Linked DNA regions of Mus musculus: regions 1 and 2 are each linked to region 3. Evidence: chromatin contacts called from public HiChIP or PLAC-seq and promoter capture Hi-C data. All regions are on one chromosome and are shown on one strand. The core of a region is the stretch at or near the end of the contact, and the rest is flanking DNA. Distances in the headings are between cores, read along the strand shown.

What was found. Promoter capture Hi-C pulls out the DNA fragments that hold promoters and counts their contacts. HiChIP or PLAC-seq counts read pairs in DNA pulled down with a chosen protein or histone mark.
Region 1: a promoter capture Hi-C map of liver shows a contact between it and region 3, with 2.6 times the contacts expected there. The contact joins the promoter of 2810454H06Rik here to the enhancer-like site in region 3. A contact is called at or near these places in 4 of 39 promoter capture datasets (the 3T3-L1 cell line, embryonic stem cells, frontonasal cranial neural crest and 1 more), 1 of 484 Hi-C or Micro-C datasets (muscle stem cells) and 8 of 115 datasets of contacts at active chromatin or transcription factors (the 230-238 cell line, the NIH/3T3 cell line, astrocytes and 5 more).
Region 2: a contact with region 3 is called in an H3K27ac HiChIP or PLAC-seq map of embryonic stem cells, with 9 times the contacts expected there. The contact joins two enhancer-like sites. A contact is called at or near these places in 1 of 15 datasets of contacts at CTCF or cohesin (stem cell-derived epiblast-like cells), 3 of 484 Hi-C or Micro-C datasets (the N1E-115 cell line, bone marrow-derived macrophages and embryonic stem cells), 12 of 115 datasets of contacts at active chromatin or transcription factors (the 230-238 cell line, T-cell acute lymphoblastic leukemia, embryonic basal ganglia and 3 more) and 3 of 9 other capture datasets (adipose tissue, embryonic stem cells and liver).

Annotation. Positions count from the first base shown.
Region 1 is chr6:134,896,589-134,899,288 of GRCm38.p6, forward strand. 2810454H06Rik (RIKEN cDNA 2810454H06 gene) reads left to right here and starts at 1,373. Exons shown (of 1, transcript NR_029441.1): 1 at 1,373-2,700. Gpr19 (G protein-coupled receptor 19) reads right to left here and starts at 1,606. Exons shown (of 4, transcript NM_001362050.1): 1 at 1,244-1,606; 2 at 574-625. RefSeq lists a cis regulatory region at 1,018-1,553.
Region 2 is chr6:133,962,199-133,964,898 of GRCm38.p6, forward strand. No RefSeq gene overlaps it. Among named protein-coding and RNA genes, the nearest start is that of Gm46977, 72 kb to the right of the region's middle. Within about 2 kb of position 1,308, at least 9 of the 459 cell types and tissues checked have an H3K27ac peak or open chromatin away from gene starts, as enhancers often do. A contact at or near this core is called in embryonic stem cells and liver, where this site is marked.
Region 3 is chr6:134,424,192-134,426,891 of GRCm38.p6, forward strand. The region is part of intron 3 of Bcl2l14 (BCL2-like 14 (apoptosis facilitator)); the gene reads left to right. Among named protein-coding and RNA genes, the nearest start is that of 4933406J09Rik, 22 kb to the left of the region's middle. Within about 2 kb of position 1,435, at least 39 of the 459 cell types and tissues checked have an H3K27ac peak or open chromatin away from gene starts, as enhancers often do. A contact at or near this core is called in embryonic stem cells and liver, where this site is marked.

The sequences.
Region 1 (2,700 bases), core at 123-2,622, 470 kb after region 3:
GAGAGAGAGAGAGAGAAAGAGAGAGAGAGAGAGGAGTCAACCCCCCACATCCATGGGTTTCACATCCTCACATTCAGCCAAAAGCAGATATAAAAATAGAGAAGATAAATTTGCATCTGTACTGAATGCTTTTCTTGCCATTACTCCCTATACAATATAGTACAGGAGCTATTTACATAGCATTTACATCGATGTACATATCACAAATAATCTAGAGATTGTTTAAACTTTACAGAAAGATGTACAAGGGTCATATGCAAATAGTATACCTCATTACGCAGGGGACTTGAGCATCATGCATTGCGGGACTTGTGCAAGGTCCTGCAAACAATCTCCAGGGACAGTAAAAATGACAATACTGTCTGTACTATATAGCACTGCTCCCAATATTAGAGTGAATCCTAAGATCTACACAACTGGAAGGCTATAGATTAGAAATCTATAATCTTGTAATGAGCCAGTGACTCATCTGAGTGACTTGTTAGCCAAATTTCATTCCGGCTGAACCGTGAAGTTGGTGGGAGAGGCCAGGCATTCTATTGGAAAGAGGACACTTCAGTTGCCGGATGGTACCTCAGAGTCGTGATAGGGCAAAAATCCAGTTTGTGCAGGTGTTCCACGTCCCCTGAGAGAGAAAAGAGGCCAAATCAGTCAGAGCGGTCCACACTTGCAACATCCTAAGACTCCAGATTATCTGTTTTACCCCGCCCCAACCTCAGCTCTTGCCTGCGACAACTTTAAAAAATGTTTCTGTTGCACTCAAAGACATCCCCATTTCACTTCGCTATCGTAGACTAAATATGCGGCACTGCTGCCTACTTGCTTATAAATATGCGTAAATATTTTAAGCTAAACTTCCTCTACTGCTCTAATTCCTCCTAGCCTCATCTCTCAAGCCTTCATTGGCTCCTTCCATTTTTAAAACTTCTCATCTTCATATCACTGTGTTAGCCCGGTCCACATTCACAGCCTCTCAGAATCTTCGGGGGTGGGGGGGGGGAAGTCCCGTTCGTTCCCCAGATTTATCCTTTTATGCCAGTTAGCTCGCGTGCCACACAACGAAATCGCAACATCTTTTAAAAACCGCGAGGGGTTCTCTTCCCACTCTGACTCTTGGATTCGCGGAGACCTCATGACCCATACGAGAACAGAAGAATGGGGGGGGCGAGTTACAGTCAAGTGGAATTTTGACCGAAAAATCCCTAAGGACGTGCCGCAGTGGGCGTGAATCCCCGGCTCCGACCTGACTGACATCCCTCGGGGGCCGACGGGGCCACCTGTGACCAAGCAGGAAGTTCTGAACGGTTTGCGCGCCAAAAAGCCCAGCGCATGCGCACACAGCCACGGGCGGGGCGGGGGCGGAGTCCCGGCTGGCACAGGATCTCGCGTTGTCTGGGGAAAGAGGCACAGAGGTCTTTACGGTGGCGTTGTGGGAACCGCCCACCACCTCTCCTTTAAATCTTCTTTCTTTCTTCTTTTTTTTCTCTGTCTTTTCTCTGTCCTCTCAGCCTCAGTGTAGACAGTGAGCGAAAGAGCTCAAGGCCGGCAGCTCTGTGGAAGAGTTATGGCTGCCATGGTCGCGCAGCCGGTGCCTCAGAGTGAGAGTAGCAGAAGCCACACCGTCGATCGTCTTAAGATGCTAGGGTTTGCTTTGGCCTTCCCCCTTTTTTATGATGCTATGCAAACCAAAAAACAAAAAACAAAACAAAAAAAAAATCACCTTGGCGCACGGCGCCTGCGCAGTGCTTGTTTACCGCGGGCCGAGCGCAGGCCCCTTCCCTCCGCCCAGATCCTGCGCCTGCGCCTGCGCGGCTGACGTGGATTTCTCCGGGAAAACCGCGCCTCCTAGTCCCGGGACTAGGGAGCGAGCAGCCGAGTGTGCCGTGGGAATCTCGGAGCCCTGAAATGAGAACCACAACGCCCAGAGTCGGTGTCGCGGCAGGATCGTGAGCACAGATGACCCAGGTGCTGTGCACGCCACCGTCGCTGAAGTGAGCAGCGGAGCGTGAGAGCGAAGACCGGCGGCGCTGACGCCTCAAAGGATGGACTTTGTTTAGCAAAGATGCAAATAAGCCTGACCCTAAGGCCGCCGGAGTTCGAGCAATTCCTGACTGGGCTAAGACTGTTCTTGAAGGCGACTCAGAAAGGCGGCCATGCAAATTTTGAAACTAGAAAGAGCTGACACTAGAAGCAGTAGCCCTTTAAAGCAGAAGCCAGTTAGTTCATAAGAGTCTGAATGTCCCTTCAAAGTCCGCTCTAAATAGACTCAGACAGTGCTCATAAAATATTATCTGATAAGCATAGATTATTTTAGATATGGTTATCCATTTGCAAGTAGAGGCAAACTGATTTGTGAAGGAATTTCTATTGATAGATTCCAGTACGTTCAAAAAAAATTAATAACTGGCAACTTAGCTAAGCCTGAGCATTTTTCTAGTTTTCAAAACAATGGAATTTATTTGGCAATTTTATTAGACCCTATTTTTTGACCGGTGAGATTGAAGTCTTTAGATTTGTAACATTTTTCTACCAGAAAAAGTGAGATTTTAACCAGTAAGAAGGGGGAAATGTATGTATGTGAACAGAAGAGGTCAGAACTTGAAGACTTGTCATGCTTCCAACATTTGTCTCAAGAGAAGCTATCATCTCACCTCGGATTTTTTTTTTTATGTTCAATATAATAGTAAAATTTAGCATACT
Region 2 (2,700 bases), core at 58-2,557, 460 kb before region 3:
TTCCCGCTGGCGGGGGATGAGGGCTTCCTCTTCTCAACATCTTCACCAGCACTTTTCTTACTTATTTTCTTAAGGACTGACTGCCGTTCTGACAGGAGAAAGATAAACTCTCAATTTAGCTTTGAATTTGACTTGTTCGTTTTGTGTTGCAGTACCGAGAACTGAATTTAGGGCCTTACACACTGGGCCAGTGTTCTACCTCTGACCTTTATCTCCAGTCCTCAAAAACAAACAAACAAAAAAGTTTTCACTTTTATTTTGAGACAAGGTTTTCCGTTTCCCAGGCTGCCCTTGAATTTATAATTCCCCGAAGGAGCATATATTTCGGGCTGATTTCAGTGAAGATTGGTTAAAGTCTTTCTATTTTAGAGACTTTCAGAAGTTTATTAGATTCAGATAACACTGACAACACACACGCATGCTAATTTAAAAAGAGAATTGAAGACTGACCATAGTTACAGTAACAGCTGAAATACAGGGTTTTAAAGAAGTCAGTATTCACCAGGAAGGCATTTTGCATTTGGAAATAAACAATTGATCTTTGGGTAATTTTAATTGTTTGAGCTGATTGAAATTTAAAACCAGTTTATTTCAGCCAGAAGTGATGGCCTTTGATCCCAGGACATGAGAGGCAACCCTGGTACTCAGTTTCAGGCCAGCTAGCGTGCGTGACTCCTCTCAAACAAACACGAAACAGCTCATTTGACCGGTTCTCCTGGAAAAAGTTCTAGTATAATAGTACGTGTTTGTTTGTTTGCTTGCTTATACTCTTTACTTAATAATAATTAAGATGATAAAAAAAAAAGAAGAGACAAAATGAGCCAGGATGTTAGTGAGGCCCTGGGTTGCACTAATGACTTTTTATTGTGTTTGAGATGGTCAGAGTCCTCATGCCTTGCTTATCCGAGCACACAGAATGCCACATACAAGCCTTCTGTTTGACTTGTCAGAATGAGAGGGGGTCAACTCTTCCTACTCACGCCTGGCAAGGTCTCTGCTAATGAAATAACAACAGTTGGCAATGCTCAGTTGATGCACGAGTGGCAATTTGTGTAGAATATGGGTTCTTTGAGGGCAGCAGCGTTGTCTTATTTCCAGCACCACACCCAATGTCTGACATATATTAAGGGCTCAATAAATATTTACTGCATATGTAGAAACTATCAAGACGTATCTCGGCGAACAATCGTACTTGAATCAGAGCCACATTCTCAGGAGAAGAATAGGAGCCGAGATCATGGGAGCTCATAAGAATGGGACCAGAATCAAAGAAATTAGCATCCTCTAGAGCTGGTGACACCCTTCATTGTCATGCTTATCTGAGGAACTCCTGTTCTCACCCTGTTCAACTCCAGCATGCTAACCATACTGTGACTACACTTAACTGTGTACTGAAGGAAGGCAACTCCCTGACCAAACATTCCAACAAATTTCAAATTTATCATTAGCCTCCCTAATGCTGGAGGACCACTATATCTTTAACATCAGTTTCTTTAAAAAAAAAAAAGAAGAAGAACTATTTATTTTTATTTAAGTATATTATGCATGTATGTATTATGTATGTCCAATTACCTAGATATATATCACATGTATTCAGGTTCCATGGAGGTCAGAAGAGGGTATCAGATCCCCTGAAACTGGAGTTACAGTTGTAACCCATGAGCCACCAGATGTGGGAACAGGTCCTCTGCAAGCCCAGGATGTACTCTTATAGACTGTATCATTTCTCCAGCCCCCAAGAGGGAACTGTATTTTTTAAATGATTGCCCTAGGCCAATGAGGTAGCTTAGCTCTTAAAAAGATTTGCCGTGCAAACCTGACATTCTGAGTTCAATCCTAGGAATCCATGACAAAAGGAAAGAACCAACTCCCAAAAGTTGCTCTCTGACCTACACACATGCACCATGGTACACATGTACCTGCATGCACACTGATTAAATAGCAACACAATAATAATGATACCACTACCAATAGTAAGATTATTATTTTAAATTGTGTCTGTGTGTGTGTGTGTGTGTCTGTGTGTGTGTGTGTGTGTGTGTGTGTGTGTGTGTGTGTGTGTGTGTGTGTGTAGGTAGGTAGGTTGGTTGCTGTGAGAACAGTTGCCCCACAGAGGTCAGAGGAGTTGGACTCTCCTGAAGCTGGAGTTACCGGTAGCTGTGAACCACCTCATGTGATTACTGGGAATTGAACTCAGGTCCTCTGGAAGAGCAGCACGTGCTCCTAACCACTAAGCCATCTCTCCAGCCACTAAATTTAATTTTAAAAGTTTTTATCCTGAAGGTTGACAGTCCTCCATACCTGGCTGAAGCCCTGTGCTTTCATTTGCTTGTTCGATGTAGGTAATCTCATACCTACCCAAGGTTATAAACTAGTTAACGCCAGATCTTTTTTGATTCCTTAGATTTGTCAAATCCATCCATGCTGATAAGATGTCTTGGAAACACTGATACCTGGACTTGCCACGTAGCTTCCTTAGGTTCACCTTGAATGAGGGCAGCAGCATCCCATAGGCTGAGACCCAGGCTGAATACAAAGGAAAGAAGCCACTGGACACCAGCATTCATCTCTACTTCCTGGCTCTAGGTGCAATGGCTGCTTGGCTCTCTTACCACCATGCCTTCTCTGCTCTAATAGCCTGTACTTTCAAACTCTGAGCGAAACTAACCTCTTTCTTCATTGAGTTGCTTTTGAAAGGCA
Region 3 (2,700 bases), core at 185-2,684:
CCCCAAGGAGGGAAGGGTGGGAGGGGATGGTGGCAGTAGGGGTTTTCTGGCTCTGTGATGGTAAAGAAGCTTGCTTTGAGAGAGAAGGCACCTTAGCCAGGGCAGAGGCTTTGCCTCTTCCTGGGCCAGTTCACCTCTGGGGAGCCTGGGTACTGTGTTTACACCCATATACTGGAGAGTCACACCCTCTCCTACTTCTTCCGGTTGATGGAAAGACCAAAGAGAAGAGCCAGATGATGGAGGCAGGACTTTCAAGGGTTCATGGCCAGCCTTGGCTATATAGTGAGATGAATGCCAACCTGGGCTACATGAGACCCTGTCTTAAACAACAAATAAACAAACAATGGAAAGAGGGAGAAAGAGAAAGGGAAGGAAGGAGAAGGGAGAGAAGAGAAAAGAGAGGGGGCAGTGGGAAGAGGCATGAGAGGAGTAACAGGGATGAAGAGGGAAGGAAGAAGGGAGGGAGGGAGGGAGGGAAAGAATAAAGGAAGGAAGGTAGGAAGGAAAGAAGGAAAGAAAGACACTCAGGCAAAGAGATAGAAGCAGATAGGTTTTCAGTTGAACACACTGGCTCATACCTGCCGTCCTCAGCATTCAGAAAGAAAAGCATGGCCAGTTCTAGGCTAGCCTGGGGTACTTAACAAGTTGGAGGCCAGCTTAGGGTTATACTGTAAGATTGTCTTGGAAAACTGAAAAGAAACAAAATACTTTTCAGAACATAAGCCACCGGGCTGGAGAGATGGCTCAGCAGTTAAGAGCACTGCTGCTCTTCCAGAGGTCCTGAGTTCAAATCCCAGCACCCATGTGCTAGCTCACAAAGTGTGTAACTATAGTCCCATGGGATCCGATGCCATCTTCTGGTATGCGTGCAGACAATCTTTTAAAAAGGGAAGTTTTTCAAAAAATGTAAACTATTCTTTTTTTAAAAAAACTGATAAAGTCTTCCCTTGTTAGGAAAAAAGAAATTGTACTATCACTGAGGGCTTTACCTCCACCCACTTTACCACCACTGAAGTGCCCTTTACCTCAGCAGACGCTTCTCCCGCCATCCCACCCACTCCCACCTCAGCAGAGCCCCTTCCTGCCAGGTTTGTTGGGCCTAGGAAACTTGTCCATAGTTAGTCAGCAGATGGCAGTAACGGCTCAGTTTTAAAGGGCTGTGATCATTCTAAGTTGGAATCAGCCCTGCATGGACATGGATGGCTCCAAACCAGCCTGTGACCAAGGGAACTTCTTCAGTTAGACTGCGAGGATGCAGGCTCCTAAGAATACGCAGAACCCATCACTCAAGAGGCAGTGAGACTTTGTGGCGGACACACTGCCTGAACCACACGAAGCCATCTTCTCAGATTTGTTCATCTGCTTCTAAATGCACGGGTGGCTGAGGCCACAGCAAGAGGGGTTCCGCCCTCCTCTCCTGCCCTGTCTTCCCACGCATGCGTCAGCAACTGTGGATCAGAGCTGGAGGCCCCAATGACCTGGCTTTAGGGGTCACTGTGGCCTGCACAGAGACAGGAAGTTTCCACAGCCTTCCTTCCGCATTTCCTAGAGGAAATGACAAAAGTATTGTTTGGCTTTCCCTCCTAACTTTTCAAAAGAAATCACTCACATCATCTCCTCCCCTTTTAGAAAGAAGAAAAATAAATTTCAGATGAGATTAAGAATAAAAACTAAATTTGAGAGAGTGGGTTTATTGGCTAAATTGTATCTTAGGCTTAATAACCATATATTACAATGTATATAACCATAATACAGAGAGGTTTTTGTTTTAAGATTTATTTATGTATGAGTACACTGTCACTGTCTTCAGACACACCAGAAGAGGGCATTGGATCCCATTACAGATGGTTGTGAGCCACTATGTGGTTGCTGGGAATTGAACTCAGGACTTCTGGAAGAGCAGCCAGTGCTGAGCCATCTCTCCAGCTCCCATAATACATAGTTTTATGCATATCTAATTATATGTTGGATGTTCTGAAGAACATATTCTACAGGGCTGTGGAGATTCTAGATATCATATCTCCATTCAAGTAGAAAGAAAAGAGAAAGGCAGAGATGGCTTTCTTTCTAGATTATTCTAGATTATTTGGATATGTGTGTATATATATATATATATATACAAATATACATATATGTATGTATGTATGGGTTTATTTACTACTTATTTGAGATAGGACCTCGCTATGTAGCCAAGACTAACCCCTACCTCTTGACCCACCCCCATCATTAATTACTGTGAATGAATGCTCTTCTCCAAATACAGTATGATTACACTCAGCTACTCCACTTGGGACCAAACACAGAACCACTTCAAGTTCCTACAGTGAGCTGATTGGTGGAACACCAGTGACTACCCAACAAGTCAGCCAAGTACCTGCCTGCTCTACCCCGCCTTCCCCAAGCGGATACAAAGCTGCATTGTTTCTGGGTGGCTATAACTTGAGTCTATGCCGTGTAAATCTTCCTTCCTTGAGTGGAAACACACAGTACATCCCTTCCTGGCTTACAAATTCAGGAAAGATGAGTTGTATGTTACACACTTTTCTGAGCTATCTGTAGTCTGTGCTGGTCTGACACTCACGACCTTGCAGCCCTGGACTCCTGAGTGCTGAGGTGACAGATGTGGTCGTGTGTATGAAGCCTTGTTTACCTATAAGCATTACTTGAATGTTTTCTATTAAACTTAAGGGGAAATTTGTG